Regions from separate parts of the Zea mays genome. Here region 2 is linked to region 1. The links are chromatin contacts, called in public Hi-C maps. All regions are on one chromosome and are shown on one strand. Each heading gives the region's core, a stretch centred on a gene start, on an enhancer-like site or on the middle of the called end of the contact. The rest is flanking DNA. Distances are from core to core; before and after follow the strand shown.

Region 1 (5,509 bases), core at 2,168-4,667:
TTAGGAAACCATGTGTTACCAGAATAAAAAAAACAGAAGTATCACTAGTCACTAGGATAATGTATATACTTGACACATCATCATAAATTTGATGCAATGATACATATAAAAAAAGGCATATGGAGATGCTCTCAGCCATTGAACTGCAGCCTGGAGTTGAAGACAGACATATTTTCAGTATTGCCCCAGATGGAATGTATTCTGCAAAATCTGCTTATAATGGACTGTTCATGGGTTCAGTTTCCTTTGGACACTTCACAAGGGTTTGGAAAACCTGGGCCCCACCTAAGTGTCGTTTTTTCATTTGGCTTGCTGCCCATAATAGATGCTGGACAGCAAATCGTTTAGCTAAGAAAGGCCTAAACCACCATGAGAAATGTCTGCTTTGTGACCAAGCTGAAGAAACCCTTGATCATCTTCTGGTGGCTTGCTCCTTCTCGAGAGTCTTTTGGTACCAGCTTTTCCGGAAATTTGGCCTTCACTCCCTAGCCCCCCAGCCGGCGGTCACCTCCTTCTTGAATTGGTGAGAGGAGGTTTCAGAGGTGGTCTCAGGTGTCACCAGAAAAGGCCTTAACTCCCTCATTATACTGGGTGCTTGGACTATTTGGATTCATCGAAACAAATGTGTCTTTGATGGATTGTCTCCTTGCCTCACCTATATCCTTGCTTGGGCAGAGAAGGAGAGAATTCGTTGGGAGGCAGCTGGGGCGAAGGCCCTATGTTCTCTGGCTGCTTCTGCAGCTGCTCCCTAGAGTGGTGTGTTGTTAGATGAGTTCTTTTTTGTATGCTATTTTCTGGCCCCCGTGAGGAGGCCTGCTGTTGTTTGGTCTATTTTAGACCTTTTTCCTATCTTCTTAATATATAAAGGGGCGCAGCTCTCCTGCGCGTTTTCGAGAAAAAAAAGGAAACATGGATACATTACCTCAGATTTATGCCCGGTAAGCTTGCTAACATAATCTTCTTGAGCACGGATATCATGGTGGAGGATGCTCTTGTCACGGCTTCCAGAAGAAAGCAAAGAAGAACTCCATGCAAGAGCACCTACACGCATGCGATGGCTTTCCATAGTTCTTATTCTTTTACAACGAGTTGCATCCCAGATCTACATATAAGATAAAATGTAACATGATAATCAGAATTGCAAACCCTCATAAAGTAAAAAAAAACTCTGCATAAGAGCATCTCCAACAACGTGACCTATAAAAATGACTTATAATTTAAAAATAAGTAAATTTTATAGAATTTAGGGCACCAACAAAACACCCCGCTCCAACAGTAAAGCCCCAAATCTAGATAATAGGGCAGCCCACTACGGTGTAGTATATTTGAGGCACTTGAGAGGGTGCCCTATAGTTTTTTGACAAAATTTGTTGAACTGAGGCACTGTTGGAGTGGTTTTTCCTGTGTAGAGCCCTATATTTCAATTTGAGGCACTAGTTTAAGGCATTGTTGGAGATGCTCTAACAATACCAAAGGCTACCAGAATGATCATTTGACTTTTTATATAAATTTGTAAAACAATTCCCTATGAGGTAAAAAACTGGTTCTAAATCAAGAGCAAAACCAGATAAAATTAATTCTTTGAGTTTGAGTGTATAGATGGCTGGCATTTACGATTCCCAAGACTTTCCATAAAAAGTACTCCCTCCGATTTTTTGTATTTGACGTTTCTTAGTGGAAAATTGAACTATTCAGCGTCAATTTAAAAAAATGGAGGTAGTATAAAACTATTAAGGTTTTACACAGAAGGTTTTTGTGCCAACTGAGTACGATGAAGAGGATAGACTACCATAAAGGCATAAACCAATCAATATAGGTAGTAAATGGTACATTGACTGCAACTGAGCTGGCTTTGCAAAATTGTCAAATTTATTCCAAGTGCTGCATACAGCTGTAATTCTTGATACAATGCAGTAAAAGAGGCTTAAATATTATCCAGTACTTGATGGATCGAGGTAAGAATGGGACATAACCTGAACTTTTCCTTGCTTTGTGCCTACAGCTAGGTGAGTGCCGCGCTGCGCCCACCCCACAGAGCAAACATTGTCATCCACCCCCAAATCACAAAGCTTGGTGACCTAGACAAGTATAAACATGTTAGCAATCCACCTCGATATACCTTAAGGATGATCACGGTTGCTTACCTTGCTGCTGCATGCATTCCACAAGTAAACGCAATTGCCCAACCCGACAGCAAGGACGTTATGTGAAGACCAATCGACGAGGTTGAGGTAGAAGTCGTCCTGCAAAGCGGGCGCATCCAGCACCTACAAGCAAGCAACAGAAAGAAACTACAAATTTCGCATTATGTTCGTTAAAAAAACGTCTCTTTCAGCATTTCGGAATGCAATTGGCGAGATGCCAAATCTTTCACGCCGCCCCCAAGAAGCAGCAGAGGCTACCTCAAGAACCAGAACCCAAGAAACCTAAGTCAAGAAACAGAGAAGGCCCAATCAAGAAAGCACCAAACCCAATTCCCCATCTGACCTTGTACGGCGACCTTGGCACCTTCCTTGGTCCCGCGCCCCTGGTGGTGAAAATGCCGGGGAACAGCGCGTCCTCCTCTTGGTCTCCCGAAAAAAGCGCCCTCTTGGCGTTCCGGCGCACCTCCGTCTTGAATCTGAAGATGTTCCCGGTGGCGGGGGTGCCGACAGGCGAGGGCCCCGGGGAGAAGGAGGACGACGACGAGGAGCACGCGGCGGCCGAGGACGCGACGCGGTCGGGCGTGTCGGGGCCGAAGAGCGCGGCGCGGAGGAGCGTGCAGTAGGGCGACGCGGCGGGCTGCGCAGATCCGGACGAGGCCGCGGGGCCGGCGTCGTGCGAGTGCGAGGACGAGGCGGCGGAGGAGGGCGAGGGGGCGAGGTCGAAGAGCGCGAGGTTGGATCCGGTGCGGCTGGGGATGAAGCGGTCGCTGTAGACGGTGCGCGAGGCCGGCGCCGGGGCGGACGCCGCCGCCGACGCGTGCGGCGGCGTGGCGGCGTGGCGGGAGGACGGCGCCGAGGCGAGGCGCGAGTTGGGCGTGGACGCCGGCGTCGGCGGCTTCGAGGACGCCCCCGCCGCGGAGTTCCCCATCGGCGGCGGCGGCGGCGGCGGCGTCGGCGTGAGGTGGTGGTCCATTGGCGGGGCGGGGCGGGGCTCGGCGGATAATGGGGGAATTGGGGATCGGGGAGATTGCGGTGCGAGTGCGACGGGGTGGGTGATGTGTGTAACTACAGCTTGCCTTCGCGCCCCCGCGCTTTTCTCTCTCTCCTCCTCCACCTCTCGCTCTCCTCGGAACTCGGCATTGGGCAGTTATTTCTACTAGTTGCTTTTTTTACTCCATCCACCCTTGCCTTTCTTGTTTATTCCCGGAACAATCCAATCTTTGCTCTGCTTTGTTGCTTTTGTTTTGTGTTTGCCTTATGGTGTATCGCCCCCCTTCCATTTTTTTGTTGTTTCGTTGGTGGAGAATTTATAGGGTTTTTATAATGGTGATCCTAATGATAGCTGCTGCTTGCGTCCACACAGGCTTACACGTGCCTCAGATCTTCTCCTCGCGGCACCAAGTGGTGCCACTGGTACTGACACCGAGCGGTCGCCGCTTCGTCGCATCGCTGGCTGTTGCATTTTCCAAACACATCGAATCGAACAAGGAAGAAAAGCTAAATGCATCTTATCTTATCTTATATTATGAGAGCAGGGCTGGCTTCATATTCTTGTAGTAGATCGCCAATACTTTTTTTATCTTTCCTTAGTTTTCTGTGTTGTTTAGCCTCTCCATATACGGTTGCATTGCATCCCTAGTAGATAAAAAAAAAAAAGAGGATCGAGTCGAGTGGTGAAAAAAAGAAAGTTTGCATAGCAAGCATCGCGGCATGATGGCATCTTCACAGATGGGGAACATATCACGAAACGCGAACGCTAACAAATGTACATATATATAATAATAATTGCGTACAGCTAGTAGGTCGCAGATCTTGACCCTTCCCTCTTTCTCTTTCTCTTTGCTTCAGATCTTGATCGTCGGGGCGCAGCTGCCCAAGCCAAGAGGTGTGAATCGTGATCCCGCCACGCACTCCTCCCAGTCAGTCTTGAGCGGCACGGCACAGCTAGCGCCAAGGGCCCAAGGGAAGGCGCCAGTTGCCAAGACTGTTGGCGCGTGGGCCGGCGGATGGGGAGAACCTGACGCGGGCCCGTCCAGCTAGCTGCCCCGACGCGGGCGCCGCTGTGCAAATGGCGCCACAGCGCGTGCCGGGCGGCACGGACGACGGACAAGAGCTTCCGGAGGCACCGAGGGGCGGCAGACAGCGACGGAGACGGCGAAGGCGACGGGCGACTCACTTGTTATTACATTTACGGCTCGTCACTTGCATTGCAGCAAGGAAGGGACACAACATTCCCCCCGGGTTTCCAGTTTTCACAGGGCACAGGCAGGCACTGCATGCGCAGCGCAGCCTGACAGATCGGGGCCGGGGCATCGGGACGGGCGCTGCGTGGCCTTGGTGTTTGGTGGGGGGAAGTTGCGGAGATCTCACTTGATTCCGCAAGGAAGAGCTGAACATGGGGTTGTACTGCGGCGAGGCAGACCCACCAAGTTCCGATCCATGGGTGAATGGATCGTCGTCCCGGCCGCGTGTGTGTGTGTGCGTGGTGGTGTGGGAGGCATAAATGAGACGTCAGTCACGGGCATCTCGCTTCCTCCTCCCCACATGACCTTGTCAGGAACCTCTACAGCCCTGCCTGCCGGTGGTCGCTGCCGGACATCCATGAGTTTAGAGCCACCGGAAAAGAAAAATGATGGCCCAATCGCGTGCCGCATGTGCGGTTTACATCCACCGCCTAGCACTGTCTGTCCTCTGCTGCCTCGTCCCGTTATTCTCTCGTCTCGTGTATGCAATGCAAGCGAAAGACATACGCAGCAGCACTAGACACCACACCACCACGAGTGACTTGGTGGCGTGTGTTCTCCCGGTTCCGGCCGGCCGTCCCTCGTCCTGCCTGGCCTTCCGAATGGGTCAGCGACGGCAACCAGCGCAGCGCAGCGCAGCGCCAGCGCGTCGCTCGCTCTGTCGCGGGCCACACCGCTCATCAATGACCGCGAGTGAACCCGCTCGTGCTGGACTCCGTCGAACGAAGGGTTGCCGGCCGTGCACTCCAGCATTATGACGTGCCGAGCCGTCGTCGCGCGCCTTTGTCTCTTGCTCAGATCGGCCCAACGCAATGATGCCCAGCAGGTTGGCATCCGCCTGCAGCCGAGCACAGGACAATGAGACTGTCGAGAGCTGCTAACACATAGGACGTCGCCGGCGGCGACCCGCCAAGGTCAGGCCAGGGCTGAGGCCTCCGCTTTGGACCAGATCGCGCTCTCTTGCGGTCCTATAGCTACTGAACTGAAAGCCAAGCCGGTCAGGTAGGAATGGATCCTGCTCTGCTCTGCACTGCTCGCCATCTCTAGATCCAAACGGCGTTTCAATGGAACACCGACCACCCCCACCCTGATCGGTGATCCCAGTCCCATCATATGCTGGGA
Region 2 (5,509 bases), core at 1,787-4,286, 360 kb before region 1:
CAGCCAGCTGTGCGTGTGTGGTCTGCGCAGGAGCATATTTCGGGCGGCGGGCGCACGGAAGTCCTTGACGCACAAAGAAAACTCCCACTTACATATAGAGAAATGAGCAGACACTGTCAAATTTAGAGCATTATTTTTGACAATTTAAAACCTTACAATGTAGTCCAAAAACATCCTATTCTGGTAGCATAAAGCAACTCAGATCAATAAGGGATTAATGGGCCAAAAGCTCACGCGATATTGAAGGAAGGAGAAAAAACAGGCAGTAAAAACACACAGCAAACTACTGACCTGCATCCAAACAGATGATGGGATCAGGTTCATCCAAGCATGTCGGTTCAAGTTTCTGATCCACTTTGGAATTATCTTCATTTTTGCGTACCTGTGCTAGGACAGGTTGTTTTAGATGTTTGAATAAGGCCAATCAACACAAGGACTGAAGCTTAAGTAATTCAAATGCATGTAGTGATTTCCAGCAGACAAGTACCTAACACTAATAGAGCATCTCCAAAAGTTCCTTGCAAACACTTGCTAAAGCACTGATTATATCAAGTGGCTAAAATGAGTATCAAGCAGCAAGTTCGATTGTTGCCTTTCTCCATGAGTTTGCACTATTTGGTTGAAAAGGTAATAAAAAATATCACCCACTGCCACCCAGCAAACCACAGAAGCCCCCAGTCGTCTGCATATAGATATAGAAAGACATATATACCCCTAATTAATGTGGGGTGGGAGAGAGAGTGGAGCGAGGAGGGTAAGAGATGTCTTTTCCTTACCTGGACCCACTTTTAGCTCACTTAAGCACACCTTGGAGGAGCTAAACTACTAATGGGTGCTAAAGTTTATCACTTCACGTTTAGCATCTTTTAGCAATCCTGTTTGGATCTCCAAGTCCTAAAGTTTAGCTAAAAATGTAGTTTAAAGTTTAGCTAAAAATGTAGTGCTAAACTTTAGCACCATGGATCCAAACAGGCCCTTAGTACACAAACAGACACACATTGTATATTCAATGCAAGAAACAATTGCTCGCTGATGATAGCCAGTTTATTTAAAAGAAACAAACACAGATAAAAGAAAATCCCTTACGAGTATGCCTTGAAGATCTGTTGCTGAATAAGAGTTCACACTTTTCCCCCTCTCTCTTTTCTTGTATCTGAGAAAAAGAAGTTATCGTTTACAGGAAAGAATAAAATTAGTTCATGAAATGAAATAAAATTAGGTCCAAACCAACCTTCCTTGAGGTCGAGTAACTTTAGTAACTTCATGTTTTGCTGATTTGTCTTTCTTGGGTGTGATGTCAGGTGAATCACTTTCTACAGCTGCAACCTCTGAAGAAGGGGAAAATATGGGTATAATTATTAAGAACAATAAAAAGGATACAAAACCAATGTGCAAGGTATACCTTCTTGAACAGGATTAGCTGATTGCTGCTTTTCCAGAGGAAAACAACGAACAAAATCACAAGAAAAAGATAATAACAGTTAGTAGACATTGTAAATCAAAACTTCATTGCTGTAGCTGAAAGGTAATCTTTTTTACTGTCGTAGTCGTACCACTTTCAGTTTCTTCAATATGTTGTCAAATTGGGTGGTATCGTATACCCATTTGTTATGAGGGCTATCTACACCAACACCTGCATACAAATCAGTCAAAACATCAGCAAATTCAGTTGTGGCAATTTAGGTTCTCTAATCAGTAAATTTTAAAACCCAGGAATTCTAGAAGAGAGAGCGAACCTAGTGTGTCCTGCTTGTTTTTCACCCTAACATGACCCTTTATGCCTTGCTTGTCTTTGCCAAGGCCTTCACCTTCTTCCCATCCCTAAAATGTATTTACCATGATATAGGATGAGTAAGTGTATTGATCATTGTAAATGATTAAGTATACCGAAAATAATTACACATAGAGTTAGTCACCGTTTGGTTCTAGAGACTAAAGTTTAGTTCGGGCCACATTGAATGTTTGAATGACTATTACAAGTATTAAATATAGTCTAATTATAAAACTAATTACACAACTGAAGACTAAACAAGACAAATTTACTCATGATTAGCAAATATTTACGGTAGCATCACATGAGTGAATCATGGACTAATTAGACTTAATAGACTCGTCTTATCATTTAGTCCTCGTCTATTTAATTAGTTTTGTAATTAGACTATATTCAAAGGGCGAGTCTGGTGCAGCGGTAAAACCTACCGTCTGTAAGCGGAAGGTCCGGGTTTGATCTCCAGCCTATGCATATTATGCGGGTAAGGCTTGGCGCTTAAAGATACACTTCCCCATACCCCGCACAGTGCGGGACGCTACGCCCCCTGGTAATTAGACTATATTTAATACTTCTAACTAGCATCTAAATATCCAACTAAAATTTAGTCCGGTGGAAACAAACGGGCTTTTAGCAAAACTAGGAGAAGCAAGCAATTTGCATAAACCACAGTTCGTTCGTTCGTTCATGTTTGTTGTTGGCCCAGCAATTCCAAGCATTAGAACAAAGTTCACTCGCAAGAGACACCAGCTACCGCACAATTCACGCCTCTCCATTATTTTGATTCACATTAAGCCTCATCGCGTGACTAAAATGCTACGGTTTCTATCTAATTAGCATTAACACCTTTTTAGTCTCGAAAATTCATTCAAACAACTGCAAGTGCTAAAGAACTATTGACGGTTGAAACTGGCAAACATGACTACCTTAATACACGTATCAGATTTTCCAGGTCACAGAACACTCAGTTTTTTCAACCAACAAAAAAACATGCGCGAGGACGATAGCTACTGGTCAGATCACGTACCATTTGTTTCATAAGGCGGAAGGCGGCGGACTGCCGCGCGATCCCGACGTAGCATGCGGGCGCTTCGGGAGCAGCCATGGCGCCTCTGCTCCGTTGGATCGTCGCGGCTTCACCGCCGCCGGGTAGGAGCCGCGCTCTCTCCTGAGTTGCCGGAGGGGGCAGAGAAGAAACCCTAGCTATGCGGGTAGGCCGTTTTGAGGCCGTGGATTTTGCCTCGATATTCGGGCTTGGTGGGTTGGTGATGGCCCCCATAACTGCCCAACGAGGTAGGCCTTCTGGGCCTGAATATGCCTATTGATGGGCCTTTTCTAACGCTTAGCCCCATGGGTCGTCTTAGGCCCATTTTTTTTGACCCCGGCCGCCCGGCGCCTGCTTCCTCCTGACCTCCTGTGCATCTGCGACTGCTGGAGATGGACGCCGACGCATCCTCTTCCCATCGGGTACTGATTTGCTGAACGTCGACGTCCTCCCCGTGACCTCCCTCACCCGCGCCGCTCTCCCTCCCAATGTGTATGGGGATAAGGATAGCTTCATGGGGATGAGTATGGAGTATCCAAACCCGTTCCAAAATTTTTCGTCGACATCTCTGGCGTTGAAGGTTGAATACTGGGGAGTGGGGATGGTCTGCGTTGTGCACTCGTGTTGACTAGCGAATTGTCGCATCTGCGTGTGGAGCGCCTGGAGTCACGGTGACCGGCAAAATCGTGAGTCCATCAATACTGGCACTTGCCCTAGAAGTTGGCACCGATGATTGCCGCCTGCGCGGAGCCGGAGCATGTAGCCGCGCAAAGGCTTCAGCAGCGACCTCCACACTTCACACTCGTGATTGCGGTTGTGTCCGTGTCCCCCATCCGTCAGAGGCGCCAATGGGAGAGCAAGAGCTCATGGGAGTGTGGTGGTGTGTCATGTCGCGTGGAAGGGGATGGTTGAAGGAACGTGGCGTAAATCAATGAAAACGTCCCTCGATATTTCGATCTGGCCATGGGATAAGGTGGGTCTACAATCTTCATATAGGATTAGGCGCTACGTGGGCCTATACAATTTGTTATCCTGCACGGCAGGCAAGGCGAGCTACGTGTCGGCGAGCCCGAGCAAAGGCGGCGGCGGCGGGGGAGGCAGCGCCACTGCGGCGGCCGGTCGGTCGGGTCTGCCTTGCCAAACCTCGCGTTGCCGCCTCCACTATGAAGCACAAGCACTACTCAAGGCACTCGCTTTCTTTGTGGTCGTCCCGGTCGCCTCGCCACCACTGGCATGGCATCCATCCATACCAGGTGTCCGGACGAGGGAGCCCGAGCCCGCCGGTTTGTGGACTCGCCATGAGGGAAGAGTGGACATCGGCTAGTGGGATCGGCGACCTGCCTACAGTGGGGCGGCAGAGCACCGGGAGGAAGCGGAGGAGGAGGACCCCCTGTTGACACGTACCTCGCCTCAGCCGTCCCGGACTCTGCAATGCGATGCGACACGGAGAAAAATGAGAAGAGGAACGGGCTATAGGAAGTGCACTCCCTGCACTTCCACGCACTAGACACACACTGCACGCAAGATGTATCCAAAGCAGGAGTATCTCATTATGGTAATTTGTAACATCTTAGTTCTAAGCTTTCCAGACTTCTTCACATGCAAGCAGGGATGCATGTAAAGGATGTATCTCCAGAAAATAAAAAATAAAAATTACAACACGTCTCCACCTCATCAATTTAAAACATCTCTATCTAATGGCGTGTCCAAGAATCAACTAAAGGAGGGCTGATTTTCTAGTGACTATTGGGGAAGGAAGACAAGACAAGCCAATATGAAGCCTCATTTTTCTCTCTTCGTCCTCCTCCCATGTGCTCTACCATTCACCTCTTTCTCCAATAGAGTGTGGAAGGCTTATTTTTCTTTCTTCTTCCTCCTCCTCTTTTTTCTCGACCCTCCACTTCTATATCAACGAAGTTTTATGGATGTAGGAGGCTGGAGCCCTCCAACCCCTCTTCAGATCCGTCCCTATCTCTATCTCTGTCTATTATATAAAACACAAGTTTCTACGATTCCACAGTCTTGCGTGTCATCTTTTTCCTTCCCGCTTCATACAAAAATAAGGTAAAATTATGCACAGGTGGAGGTCAAATCTTGGTTGTTAGCTCTATATTTACACTTATCTACCCAACACAACATACATATTATGTGTTTTATTTAAAAAAGTCTATTTGTGATATATAGAAACTGTAGCAATGCACGAGACCAATAACATTAAAGCCACGGAAGCCGCTGGATAAGGAGCAAAATCATGTGTGTTTGTGTTAAATTACGAGTTAGTCGCCATTATTTCATGTTGTCGCTCTATCAGTCAGTCACCAGTTAGTCGTTAATACCATGTGTGTTTGTGTTAAGTTAAGAGTTTTCGCTTAATATTCATGTTCTCGTTTTTTCGTGTATCTGTTTATTATGCTCCTGTTTTCGTTTTTCGACTAGTCCAGACCTGATTCTATCTCCCGATGATAAAATGTGGAAACATAAACATGAGAAGGATTTTCATGTGTGTTTCAGTCCATTTTCATCCTATAAGCTACAATGACACAAACTAAAGGTTTAGGGGCTGTTTAGTTTGTTGGTTAGCCATAGTTTACCACACCTAAGGTTAAACAAGTTTGACCAAGCTAGACATGTGTTTGGTTTGAAACCACAATTATCTCACTCGTCAATGGTTGGTAAAAGTGTGGCAAGATTAACTT

The links. A called contact is a pair of places that touch in the nucleus more often than the background predicts.
Region 2: a Hi-C map of leaf shows a contact between it and region 1, with 5 times the contacts expected there. The contact joins the promoter of IDP755 here to the promoter of LOC103631177 in region 1. A contact is called at or near these places in 2 of 25 Hi-C or Micro-C datasets (ear and leaf).

The regions. Positions count from the first base shown.
Region 1 is chr1:5,062,223-5,067,731 of Zm-B73-REFERENCE-NAM-5.0, reverse strand. LOC103631177 (protein FIZZY-RELATED 2) reads right to left here and starts at 3,417. Exons shown (of 10, transcript XM_008652154.4): 1 at 2,488-3,417; 2 at 2,145-2,267; 3 at 1,974-2,078; 4 at 923-1,102. The coding sequence starts at 3,117.
Region 2 is chr1:5,421,468-5,426,976 of Zm-B73-REFERENCE-NAM-5.0, reverse strand. It overlaps IDP755, which reads right to left and starts at 3,036. Exons shown (of 11, transcript NM_001155709.2): 1 at 2,796-3,036; 2 at 1,737-1,821; 3 at 1,554-1,633; 4 at 1,403-1,427; 5 at 1,232-1,328; 6 at 1,087-1,153; 7 at 292-382. The coding sequence starts at 2,873.